2 separate regions of the Mus musculus genome follow, and region 1 is linked to region 2. The links are chromatin contacts, called in public Hi-C maps. All regions are on one chromosome and are shown on one strand. The core of a region is the stretch at or near the end of the contact, and the rest is flanking DNA. Distances in the headings are between cores, read along the strand shown.

Region 1 (6,616 bases), core at 509-3,008, 52 kb after region 2:
ACTCAGCACTACAAGCACTCAGGCTTTGATTAGATCTTTTTCCCTAGAGGCACCCAAATCAGTGCTCACTAAGGTGTTAACCCCCACCCCCATCCCCACCCTTCTTATCTTGGGCCACTTTTCAAGCCATCTGATCTACTTTATCTTTTTTTTTCTTTCTATCTCTCATTTAAATCCTAGCCATTCAAATATATTGCTAATGATTGGTCACCTAGGAGCAGCAATTTACAAATCACACACACAAACAAAAACCCAACTTTTTCTTTGACTATTTTATTTGGAAATAAACCACCCAAGACCCTCACCACTTACATTTTAAACAGGACATTATACTGGAATGTGAACTAGTGGGTTCTGGGTCTCCTCAGGACAGACAATTTCAGTGTTGGAGGTTACTGGGTTCTAGTTTAATTGTACCTTGTAGTTACAACAAGGAGTGGGGAATCTATGTATCACTACGTTTTAAGTAGTACCATGCCTGGCTGAAGCATCAAAGTGAAGTGAGAATGGTGAACTTACAGGGCCTTTAAAACATCTTGAAGTAATAACAAGCCATAGACTGAAGCCGGGTTGTTTTAAAACATTACACAGAACTAAAACAATTGAACCAATTTGTCCTTTGTTCTTTTTATTGCGTTCCTTATTACATTAATACTGTTTTAAAAGGAAACTCAAAAGCCTCCGACTCTAGCCTAGCACCAAGCTCAGCGAAGTTGTCCTCGCGCTGGCCTGGTTTCCACGGAAAAAGTGCCTTGAGGCTCTTAAAGTGTGAAAGGAAAGGTCCCGGGGCTGAGCCCCAGGCCAGCCAGAGCTCTCGCCCCAGGTGGGAGGATCTGCCCGAAGTTTGCTAAATTTTCTGGCAGCAAGGCTGACCAGCGAACGCCTTTTCGCTCCAGAGCATCGGGCCCTTGGGGAGTCGCACTCCTCCGGGGGTCTCCACCTTTCCAAGAAAAGTCCCTCCAGGCTGGAAGCGGCCCCTGCAGGGTAGGCGAAAGAACAGGGGCGACCCGAAGTCTCCGAACAGCGCCAGCGCGCAGGCTGCAGCGCGACCCCTGTGCACAAGGCAGCGATCGCTCCTGGAGCACCGCGCTCCCCGACGTAGGGACAGGGCATCCTGGGCCGCAACACCCGCTCCACCGCCCTCTGCCCGGGAGGGGCGGCCCTTCCCGCGGGAGCGAGTGATTGACGGCCTCGCTCCCCCACTCCTCGGCTCGCCTGCGAACCCGGGCTGTGTGTTTTGGAAGCGGCGCTAGGGGCCGTAGAGCGTGTGACGCCCGGAGCGGGCCAACGCCGCCCTTCCTTCCCCCCGGGGCTCGGGCCGCAGCGAGGAGGCCAGGACAGCTAGGGCGGGGCCGCGGGCTCAGGGCGCCGGGCGGAGCGCTCAGGCGGGGTGGAGGCCCAGGGTGGAGAGCCGGGCGGGGGCCGCTCACGCCCAGCCCCGAGGCCGCGCCGCGCCTCCCGGGACAGGTCGAGCCGGCGGGGCGGCGCCCGGCTCCGGGGAATAATGAGTGTCTGTCAGGCTGGCCCCGGGTGACTGGGCGGGGCGCGGGCGGGGGCGGCGCGGGAGGCGGGGGCGGGGAAGGGCAGGGCGGGGTGCGTGTTTGCCAGTGACTCGCCGACCCCTCCGGCGGCTGCCTCCACCCAAGTGGGTGGGGACCCCTCCCAGCCCGGGCGGCTGTGGCGGCTCCCGCTGCCCCTCCCTGACCCTCCCACCCCGGCTCCCAGCCTCTACTTACCCCGCCAGCCCCGGGGAGGCTCGCAGAGCGAGCGGCGCCGGCGTCATGTGACTGCCCAGAGTTGGTGCCAAGGAGCCAGAGGGGAGCGGGGAGCCGAGCCGCGCGGAGCCGCGGCCGGAGCGCAGTGCGAGCGCCACCCGAGCCAACCCCACCCGCGCGTCCGTGCGGTCGCGGTCCCTATCCCGGACGCCGTCCGGCCCGAAGCGCTTGACCTGCCGGCCCGCGGGGTTCCGGGCGCCGGGGAGCCGGGCCTGGGTTTCTTGGCCGCTGCGCTCGGCACCGCGCTTGGCAGAGTAAGTCCCCGCGCCCTCACCTTGCCGTCCTGCGCCCCGCTTTGCGCCGCATCTGCTTGCTTCTCTCTCTTTCTCTCCTTTTTTTTTTCCCTTCGGAGAAAGCAGGACGCGGAGAACGGGTTCGGGGTGCAGCGAGGGCTCCTTCGGGCTTGGGAAAGTGCTTCGGAGCTGGGGTGGAGGAGCGAGGGGGAGGGGATGGCGGGCGGGATCGTGGGATAGGGGAACTCGGTGGATTGGGAGCCCGCGGGCGGGGCTCACCTGTGTGGTCCCGGGTCCCCCGCGCTCGGTTCCCATCGGAGCCCCCGGCGCACCCCGCGAGCGGCCGCGTTGGAAGGAGCCAGGTAGCGGCGAGGCCGCGCGCCTGCTCCTCCCCCTCCCGCCTGGACTCGGGGCTCCCGCCCCCCGCCCGCGCCCCCCAGCTGCCGCCCAGCAAACTTGGAGCCCAGCCTCCAGCGCCCCTGGCGAGAAACTTGGGGGCGATTGGGACTGAAGAAGCATCCCCTTTTCCGTACCCGGAGCGCGCTAACTGCTGGGTCATTTGGCTTGTGGGGGAAGGCAGGGGGGAGGAAAAGAACCACCGAGGTTTGGAGAGACTGCCTTTGGGGACTTGGAGAGAACCTGCCGCAGTGCCTGAAGCAAAGGATTGCAGCGTGGCTAGCAGTGCAGAGCGCCTTCGGTGTTAGGGAACCGGAGCCCTGTAGGGACCACAGGACAGTGGTGTGGACCAGAACCTTTGGATAGCTTGGAGGTGGCAAATAAGAGTTGGAATTGTCATATCCATGTCTTTGGCGGATAACAGAAACACTTCTGTAAATTTTTACTGCAGTACTTACAATAGTAGTATTTTACAATAATACTAATTGAATATGAATGAGCCTTTGAATAATTCAGGTTAAATGGACACTGGATAATGTTTACCTTGTATTCTTCAAAATAAACACTTTACACAGAGTCATTGAGATTTTATTTTACACGGAGTCATGAGATTTGGTTCTAAGAACTTATATTTTTTTTCCTCTAATATTGTTGGAGATACTTTATTCTCAAGAGTGGTGTTGGGGGGGAAGTATGAATTGGTATTCTGAATTCATTTGGATTTGATATCTTGTCACTAAGCAAAATTGAGTGAACGTGGGCCAGTTAAGATAAATGAGAACTTTATGCATAAATTTGAGGAACACTTTTTATAAGAAATTCTGCTTGCATGATAACTTGCCTCATCCCAGGAATGTAACAAACATCTTAATAATTTTGTAAGTTAGGGTTTATGAAGAAAGAGCCCCCTGAGTTATTCCGTGGCTTAAACGTGCGTGTTTACCTTAGGCTGTTTAGAGAAACCTGAAAGAAGATGTTTGATTAATTTATACTCCCTAGAGAAAAATCAGTTTTCTCATCATTGAGGTTTGCTGCAGACCGTCGCCGCTAGCCAAGTCCTGTGGAGGTGCTCTGTAGTGACCATTTGGCTGAAATTAAGGAGAGTATCAAAGTGTAGGAGTGACAGTAGCTGCTTGGGTTGCAAACCCTTCCCAATACAAAACTACATAGCTGTGGAGGGAGCTATTGTCTCTCTGCTGCAAAGTTTCTATATTAAAATGCAATCTTGTTGCTATGGGTACAGCGATGCCTTTCCCCCCTCCCCCCCTTTTTTTTCTTGTTAACCTGTAGTTTTGTCTACAGACCAATCCGTAAGTCCCTGATAATGGAAACCTGAGTTGAGTTAAATCATCTTGGCTAACAACATGTAAAGAAAAAACTACTGTGGGTGGGACTTTAAATGGACCCTGCTGCCTTTGAATATCTCAGGGAAAAGAGTCATTGTTAGATTATCTGGTAAAACTGGTGCTGGAGTTTACGAATTGCAGTAAAAATCACATTCCCAAAAGGGTGACTTTCAGTAGCTTTATGTGGAGAACCAGTGAGTAGCTATGTCCTTGACTACATTTGAAAAAAAAAAAAAACGAGATTTTCAAGTGGCTAAAGAGGCCAAGTCTGTCTTCTGTCTAGCTGTGACCAAAGGAAGCTTGAACTAGGTCCAGCTTTGGTTCTGTGGGATAACCCAGTTGTAACCTGGATTTTTACAGCAGTGCCTTCTCTAGATCTTCCTCAATATGCATGATGGCTAGATCTGGGCTAGATCTGATCATTTTCCATCGTAGAATTTAGTCAGGGCTGTTAGCCCTTGGGACCTGGCTGAAAGGGACAAAAGAAATCAGGAAGGAGGCTGGCACTAGGTAACTCGGAAGGTCTCTGCAGCTTGGAGATGATAAAATCGCATGTGTGCTTGGGATGTTTAGTGTATGCCCCAGCTCCTGTTTGTAAATAGGGCAGGTCCCCTTGTATAAAGCTGGTGTTATTATTCACACCCATAGAACAAACACCTCCACCCCCCTGTTGTTGTCTTAAAAAACTCCAGCTGCTCATGAATATAGGGTCAGGGAGGGCTGGCTAAATGTTTCTCTGTGCTCTCTCTCCAGCACTGCCGGCCGGGCTGTTTCCTGTTCTTTGTTTCAAGGCTGGGGTTTGCGTCATACATTCCAAGTGGCATATGTGTGCTCTTTCCTGTTTCAGGCTGTTTTCTGGTCGATCAGTAGCCTAAACCAGGCCATGGTCCCTGCCCCTAAACTTTGTATCCCCACCCAGGGAGCTATCATGTCTCTACACTGTGATTGCTCAAGATGCCTGTGTTATGTCATAATTGAGAAGTCAGTTAACCTTTTAACACACACCCTTTGCCCCACTGTTAAAGGGGCAAATCGATACTTTTTACCTTTTAAAAGTTATCCCGCTGATGGGATGTTAGGGATTTTGTGGGCATATGGACAAATCTAAAGGAAGGTGTTTTTGCAGTTTTCCTGTGAAGGTGGATACAGCCATTGTCGGGAGATAGGCACACTGCCCTGGAGCTGTCAAGTTTAGATCAGGATTAACACCTTGGAGTTAAAGATCTGGCATTATGCGAAAGCTCTGGCCCACCCTTGCTCATTTTCACTCTGGGCTGCCCCAGGTAGACCCAGGGGATGGAAAATTTAAATAGCTTAGCCACCTGGGCTTGAGTTGCAGAGTCTTGCTTGTTTTGAAGGAGAAATCTCTAGAAAAAATTATTCAAGCAAACCATGACATGTATCAAGAAAAAAAAAAATCCAGGGTTATTTCTTTTAGGGATAAAGATTAAACCAGCAGAATATTTTTTAAGGGCAAAGACTACTATATCCTAGAGGTGATTTCTAGCCCATGTTAAGAATAAAAATCTTAAGGAAAAGGAGAGGTAGGTGCTGATTGGTTTTCTTGAATGATGGTGTGGAAAATTGTAATCTTGTTTTGAAAACAGAGAGATGCGTATCTTTCTCATAATAATCAGTTTTTCAATCTTTAGCTCGTGGCCTCCACAGTCTGGATAAACTGTTTAGTAAGTTTCTCTCTCTCCCTGCTCTTGAGAAACTTTTTCTTTAAAAGAAAGAGTTGGGGGTGGGGACTTTTATGTGTCTTTTTCAAACTTACTTGGGGATTTTCTTTAAGACCTAAAGGAATGGTCTACAGTTTGAGATGGACTTATTTAAGAGATGACTGGACGCAAACCAGCCCTGAGCCACCAGTCTTGAGAATAGCTAGTTGCTTCAAATATCTCGTCCTGCTAAGAGTTACAAAAGGAAGATATAACATGATTGAAGTGAAGTAAAGATTCCAACAGCCTCATCTATGAAAGTTACTAGAGTCAAACAGTAGGCTAATGATACTTTCCTTGAAAAATTACAAGAGTCTTAGAAGTCCCCAGTAGTGGTTTGATTTGGTTTCTGGGGTTTTTTTTTGTTTTGTTTTTTTCTTTTTTTCTTTCTGCCTTAGAACAAAGGAACTTGAAATATTAAGCTGTACTGAGAACCAGAGACCTTTGAGCTGAAGTTCATAAATGATTTAAATTGAAATACAGAGTTAGTAACAACCAACTAGATTGAGTAGGCAGTCTTGATGAGGTTGGTTTACTCCGATCGTCCCTTCTGCTTGGGTGGGGACAGGGAGGTGGCTAATAGGTTTGATTAGAGTCTAGTCTACTCTATCAGGAGTGTTGCAAGCTTTTAAATGCTGTACTAAATTGTTAGGGACGTTGTATATAGTAGTTGCTATATCCACAAGGCATGGGAACAATAGTTTCGTCTCTTCATATAACTCAGCATGCCTAATTTAACTTCATTGTCTCTGGGTTCTCACCTATTTCCAAATGCTGGTTTTACACCCACTTGCGAATATATATGTATATATCTCACATACACACACCACACACAAATTGTGCTTGTTTCTGAAGCGGCTAGTTAGCATTGATCCTATCTGTTATGGGGAGAGAAATCCCTAGAATCTTAGAGCAATTACCACCTGGTTTGCTGAGAGGTATTTTCTCACCAGTGCCTCCTCGGAGTGAGCAGGATGGTCTACAGTGTTCCCATTTCAGGCTCCGGCTGTTCAGAGCCTGCTTCTCATCTTAGACAGTCATGCCAGAGCTCGGAGACAGGAAACCAGACACAGTCTGCCCTGATAAGGGAGAGTATTGTCTAAAGGAGGTAGCCCTGCTCCCCCCACCCTACCCCAAACACTCCT
Region 2 (6,762 bases), core at 377-2,876:
AAGAAAAGGAAGAAGAGAAAGAAAGAGAAGGAGGAAGACTGACCTGAGCCAAAACCCGCCCTAGGGTGTGGCACTGCAGCCCCGTGCTAGCCTAGAGGCAAAGCCAGGCATAAAGGAGTTATTCTCTCACAAACAAAAGCTGGGAAAGAAGCCCTTTTTCCTTTTCCTTAAAAAAAAAAAAAAGTCTTAATGAAAATAATTTTAAAGTCGCACCCTGAAACTTTGACTTGATACTCTTACATTGCTGCCGTTAAAGTCGGTTTCTCTCTTTCCCTGGAAACTGTCCTATGACGCGTACGTTTCTTGAGGGGGAAAACCAAAACAGTCCCCCTTTCTAAGGACAAAGAACGTGCCGAGTCTTCACAGTTACTCATCAAGCATGCTTAGGCCTCAGCTACCCTGGGCTCAGTCCTAGACAGCTGCTCTGAAACCATGAAAACCATTGCATTGCTAGTTACCGGAGGAGCGGGTGTGTGTGTGTGTGTGTGTGTGTGTGTGTGTGTGTGTGTGTGTAAGTGCTGTGATCGCTCTATCAGTGCTGGGGATGTCTGTGTTAAGGTTAAACCTTTATATTTTAATCTTATGAAGTCCCTTCCATTCCTCCCTAGCTGGGGACACCTTCGGTGGCATTGTTCTTGCCATTTTGTTTTGTTTTTTATTCATTGTTGTTTTGTTGTTCACTTTGAGATAAGATCTTACTCTGTAACCCAAGATGCCTGGAGCACATGGTAACTCAGGCTGACCTCAAACTCAGAACCATCCTCCTGCCTCAGTCTTCCCAGTGCTGTGATTATATACATGTTACCACTTCCAGCTGCATCCCTTTTATCCCTTTGTTCTGGCTGGCCTTGCTCCTATGGAAATGCACTCATATATATCTAATTCTGCAAGGATCTGCAAGGATTTCTCAAATACCCAGAGAGACCCAGAGAAGCCAGATTGAGAAGCCCTAAACTGAGATGGCACTGCCAAGAATCCACATGTAATAGAATCAGAGAGACGGCAGGTGCGATGAACCTGTATAGCAACTGCAGACCAAAGCCAGTCTCAGTATCTGGGTAATAGAGAAAGACCTGCCCATCCTGAGTCAGTCCTTATCAGACACGCCCAAATCTATTATGGGAAACAAGAGTATGTCATCAATACACTGTTATTACATACAGCATATGATGGTGTCCTTGAGGTAATGCCAAGTCACAAGACTTACTGATAATAAGAAGTTCTCATCAAAAACCCATATACCAGCATCAAGTACCAGAAACAGGTAAATGAAGGGCCCTGCCCATCAGAGCCCTTGATCTTGACATCACACACTGCTTATTGCTTCCAGTGTACCAGGCATTCTTAGCCCTTCATCAACTTCAAAGATCTCTCTCTCTCTCTCTCTCTCTCTCTCTCTCTCTCTCTCTCTCTCACACACACACACACACACACACACACACACACACACACACACACACACACACAAACACGAAGGGAGCAAGTGTCATTTTCCTGGGATCTATCTAATCTTTTGCAAGCCTCCTGGCCACAGTCCAAAAATTTCTGTCCTCACAATAACTTGTACATTTGCACAGTGACTGATCTGTGGTAGTCATACACACGGCACTTTAAACATCCCATGGACATGGTTTTGAAACTTCTTACTCGTGGTTTTGAGGTAGGATCAAATCATGTTCATGGCCAGCCTGGAACTCACAACAATCTCCCTTGCCTCTGACTCCCTCCCCAGTATTGGGAATTCAGATATCCACCAGCATACCTGTGCTTTAGCCTCCTTTAGCTCACAGGCTATGCAAGCAGGAGGCATTTCAGAGGCAATCAGAGGCTGATTTATAAATAAGGAAATGAGACTTGGATGATACAGGGTACTGGCACAGCTGTACCCTTCCCCGGGGGAAGGAAGCAATCCTTCAGGAAGTTATTCCACGCTGCCCTGGCTCAAAGTGCACCAAAGTCACCACACAGGCTTTGGTGACAACAGCTCGAGAGACAGTGACATTAGTCCAGGACAGAACGGCCAGAGACAAGGAGTGCCAAACCCTGGTGTCATTGTCATAGAAGCAGAGGCACCCAAATGAGCTTCCCCTCACTCCAAAGGGGGAAGCCTGGTCCACAAAACTAACAAGACATCATATTTAAAGTCACCCCAAAGGAGGCCAGGAAACCAAACCTGTGCCCTGACGCTACCTACCTCTAAGAACGCCAGGGGCAACTCATCCTAAAGCCTGCCTAAAGTAGGGAGAGAAAGGAGAGACCCTGCCCCCAAGCAGTCACCTTTTTGTCTTATCAAGCTGGAAGGATGAGTGACTGCCCTGTTTCCAATGCATTTAAACTGTCCTCAGCCTGAGGACCGCTCTCGGGGTTTTCATTGTCCCTGAAAAGCAAACATAGAAGAGAGAGGGAGATCATCTGAGAGAAACAAACCAGGGAAAGAGATCGGGTGAGGGTGTGACCTGTGGCTCCTGACTAATGCCACTCATGACTCCTCACTGAATGACAGTAGATGACAAACTGAGAAAGAAAGCTGGCATGCCTGAGCACCCGGGCCTGATGCTCAGGCTCAGCAAAGCAAAAGCAAAACAAAGCCAACCCACCGCATGGTCCAGCACCTGTAGCCCCAGCTACTCAGGAGGCTGAGACAGAAGGATTGCATATTAGAGTCTGAGACCATACCAGGGAGTGGTGGCAAACACTTTTAATCCCAGCATTTGGGAGGCAGAGGCAGGCAGGTCTCTGTGAGTTTGAGGCCAGCCTGGTCTACAGAGTGAGTTCCAGGACAGCCAGGGCTACCCAGAGAAACCTCAAATACACAAACAAAGAAACAAACAAACAACAAAAGTCTGAGGCTAGGTAGACAACATTGCAAGACCATGTCTGCTGAAACAACAACCAAACCACACTAATACCGAAACAAACAAGGTTCTATCCCCTCTCCTAGGGGACATAACACTGGAATAGGAGAACATAGCACATAGTTGTTTAACTGTAGTTTTGTTTGTTTATTTGTTTTTCTCTAAAGAAAGTAGTTTAGAGGTTAGAAAAATGGCTTACATGACACCTTGAGTTCTGTCCCCAGGACCCACATCAGGTGACTCACAACCCCCTGACCCACACTTCTAACATTTTTGGGTACCTATACATACAAGCCATATACTCACATAGACTCACATTAATTAATTAATTAGTTAATTAATTAAGATTAAATACATTTGAAAATATTTAAAAAGAGTGGAGCTTATGATGGACCTATGATGGTAGTGTTAACTTCTGTCAATTTATCATTTATGTAGGAAACACCAAAACCATAAAGTCATATATTGAGTATGTCACATATAATACACATGGTACAGAGATGGATCAATGACCTGAGCTTGTCTAATTAGCCTCAGTTGAATTATAATATCTCTAATCTTCCCTACTCCATTACAAGGTGATACACTGATATTCAATATAAGCCCATACACACATATATGCTTATGTAATATAAGCATACGTGTGCATTTATATATGTGTATCACATTGAAACCACCTGATACCTCCAAGTCTCCCCTTCAGCTGAACAAGTTAGTTCACTGGGCATTCAGGGAACAGATCCTGAGCCCTCTTGGGCCACACACATTGTTTGCTCAACCTGTAAACATGTAATTATTTAACTTGCCTTCTAAAATAGCACCACGCCCTGGATATGATGCAAACTCCAGCATTACAAGATAAGTTCTGTCTCAAGTTTCTGCTCGTTAACAGTGCCTGAAGTATTTGCTCATAGGCTCGGGGGCCGAGGCAGAAGTAAACAGTCAGGCCAGCACTACAGGGATGCCCGGGTTACAAAACCCACTTTCTTCTATTGTGAAATCAATGAATGAAGTTCAGAGGGACTCCTGGACAGATGGCTTCATCCCACACCACACTGGTCAAAAGACACCTCTGGCCACCTTCCTGACCCCAATACCCAGGTCATTCTCCCTGCCCCTGGTATCCGTGGCAAGCCTGGGCAACCTCCCAGCAGGGCCTCTTCTATTGCATGTCTTTTGTCTGCATCCGGTCCAATGGATGACATCAACCTGCTTTCCTCCAATAGGCATTGCTCTCCAAGGGCCTTCACATGGGGGGTTGACCTGCCTGGACTTTCTGATCTTTAAAACTACAAAAATCACCCCCCCCCTTTTTTGGTGTGGCTCCTTCTCTAATTAAACAAAACACAATGTCCTGGACATGAGCCTCTGTACTTTGGTACCATCTGATTTTGGGTATCTTGCCTCCTCCCCCACTACCTCAAATATACTCAGTACCAGGTGATACAATGGAGTGGTCAAGAGCAAAACCCAGAGTACTAGAGGGAGAGAGTTGGACACTTGGCATTTGCTTTCTTCCCTTGCATTTGACAGATGGATGGGTGGACGGGTGGCTGGATTGATGGAAGAATGCTTTGCTAAGGTGTTTAGACCAGTGCCCGGAGGACAGTAAGTCCTATTGTATGTGACATTAGATGTTGGTTCCCATCTGCTTCAAGGTTTGGGAGACCATAAGGAGATGGGGGCTCTCTCTGTGGTAATCAGAGAAGGTGTGCTTTAGCGGCTACAGATATACTATACTGGCCAGTTGTCCCCTTAAGGAATGTGGCCCAATGTGACCAGTTCTTCCTGTTTTCAAGTGGCAAAATCCTAATCTCTAGATTAAAAAAGAGAGAGAGAAAGATCTTATTTGTATTATGTGTGTGTGCATATGCAAAGGTCCTCAGAGGTTGGATCCCCTGGGGCTAGAGTTACAGGTATTCATGAGTTGCCTTGCCTGTTGTGGGTGTAAGGATCCAGACTCCAGTCCTCTACAAGAGTAGCAATCACTTTTAACCCCATCTCTCCAGCCTCCTGATCGCTAGACTTTAAATAGTTGGTTTCCACTTTAAAATATTAGTATTAAGAGCTGAGGAACTTGTCCTGTAAAGTGCTTGCTGTATAAGCATATTTTCACACACACACACACACACACACACGCCCATATCCACATCAAAAACTAGCACCATGATGTGCATCTGCAAGTCCCTTGCTGGGGAGTCAGAGATGGTTCCCTGCTGCTCTCTGAACAACCAACCTAGCCTAAGTGTAAGTCTCTGAGAAATTATACCCAAGACTGACCTCTGGCCTCCATATACAAACACACAGAGAATATTAGTGCCCCAGCCAAGGAAGGTACATCTAAAGGCAAACAGAGCCCTTTAGTTTCCACAGTGTGGCCTCTGGCATGGCTGGATCTATGATGTCAGTATTACTACTTTTCTGTTTATTGTTTGTGCTTATTCCTCAGTGAACAACCTGTGCTGGATAGTTTTATGTCAACCTGACACGAGCTAAAGTCATCTGAAAGGAAGGAACCTCATAAGATGAACAAGTGATATGGAAGTATAAGAAAAATAAACCATCTCTTGCTCAACTTGCTTTTTTGATCATGGTGTTTTATCACTGAAATAATAACCCTGACAAAGACAGAAATTGGTACCAGAAGTGGGGTATTGACATGGCAGACCTGTAACTGTGGACTTTACTGCCCATGCCCAAGTTCCCAAAATAATGACTTTGAAACTGAATTATTTATAAATGAATATCTGGGCCTAAAGATTTGGCTTGTTCCTGCTAGCTTGTAACTTAATTAACCTGGTTATTCTATATGCTGCCATATGGTTGGTTATCTCTCCTTAGTTCCATCTCTCTATCAGCATTGTGGCAAATCCCTTCTGCCTGCCTCTCTCCCAGAATTCCTCTCTCCCTGCTGGAACTGCCACCTCAGCTGGAGCTTCCTGCCTCAGCTAATATGCCATTAGCTTTTTATTGACAGGTGATGCTTCCACACAGAACACAGGAAATTAGATTCTCTCTACACAGACTCGGACCATGTTGTTTTGGGGAGGATTGTGGAAGAACTTGGCATCTTTGGGGAAGAAAAGCCATTGAGTATTCAAGGCTTGGTGAGCTGTTCATTGGGAGCTTGGAAGAAAGAGAATGTTGAAAGAAATGCAGATCCGGGCATGGCAGTGCATGCCTTTAATCCCAGCTCTTGGAGACAAAGGTAGGCAGATCTCTGTGAGTTCTGGGTCTGCCTGATCTACAGAGCCATTCCAGGACAGCCAGGGCTATCACACAGAGAAACTCTGCCTGGGGAAAGAAAAAAAAACAACAATAAATAAAGTGAAATCTCTGATTTACTGAGATTGTTGATGTCTGCTAGCTGGAGCTGAGAAGTTAGCAATTATTAAGAAGAGACCAGCTTCACTGAGATAAAACCTTCTGAGAGTGTTTTCTGAGAGTCGGCTGGCACACAGAAGGTGTGTTCCAGAGGCAATCCAGGTTGTACCTTATTCTGAAAGCCAAATGTGGTAACATAAGAGTCACACAGGTGGTACTGGTTTTGAAGTCATGAAGGAGTCATGAAGAGCAACTGAGGCTTGGCACTGTGAGAGGTCAGGGGAAGCCATTGACAAAGGTGAAGCCTCAGTGGTAGTTGAAAGCCAAGACTTAAAGGAGTCACATAGAGAAGTTGAGGCTTAACACCATGAAAAAAGCTTAGAAGAGGCTATTAGTGAAAGTAAGCCCAGTTACAGTAGAAGACCCCCGTATTTTGGAGATAACAGTATCATGGGATGACCGCCAAGTACAGCAACAGTGGCAGAGTGGAGCCCACCCAAGCTTAGAGGACAAGCTGTGTGTGCTCCAGAGAGCAGAGCCAGAGAGGTGACCCTTGCAGGAGCCCAGAAGATCATAAGTGAAC

What was found. Hi-C and Micro-C count contacts between places; a contact is called where the count stands out from the background.
Region 1: a contact with region 2 is called in a Hi-C map of liver, with 8 times the contacts expected there. The contact joins the promoter of Klf3 here to the enhancer-like site in region 2. A contact is called at or near these places in 12 of 39 promoter capture datasets (the 3T3-L1 cell line, 3T3-L1-derived adipocytes, the SN4741 cell line and 7 more), 39 of 484 Hi-C or Micro-C datasets (the AML12 cell line, CD4 T cells, DN3 thymocytes and 19 more), 15 of 115 datasets of contacts at active chromatin or transcription factors (CD8 T cells, the SCID.adh cell line, acute myeloid leukemia and 9 more) and 3 of 9 other capture datasets (adipose tissue, liver and pancreatic islet).

What each region holds. Positions count from the first base shown.
Region 1 is chr5:64,801,763-64,808,378 of GRCm38.p6, forward strand. It overlaps Klf3 (Kruppel-like factor 3 (basic)), which reads left to right and starts at 1,759. Exons shown (of 6, transcript NM_008453.6): 1 at 1,759-2,029. It overlaps Gm38457, which reads right to left. Exons shown (of 2, transcript XM_006504241.4): 1 at 2,288-6,616; 2 at 608-2,197. The coding sequence starts at 2,527. The coding sequence ends at 1,733.
Region 2 is chr5:64,749,540-64,756,301 of GRCm38.p6, forward strand. No RefSeq gene overlaps it. Among named protein-coding and RNA genes, the nearest start is that of Klf3, 51 kb to the right of the region's middle. Within about 2 kb of position 1,627, at least 35 of the 459 cell types and tissues checked have an H3K27ac peak or open chromatin away from gene starts, as enhancers often do. A contact at or near this core is called in the AML12 cell line, the SCID.adh cell line, bone marrow-derived macrophages and 4 more, where this site is marked.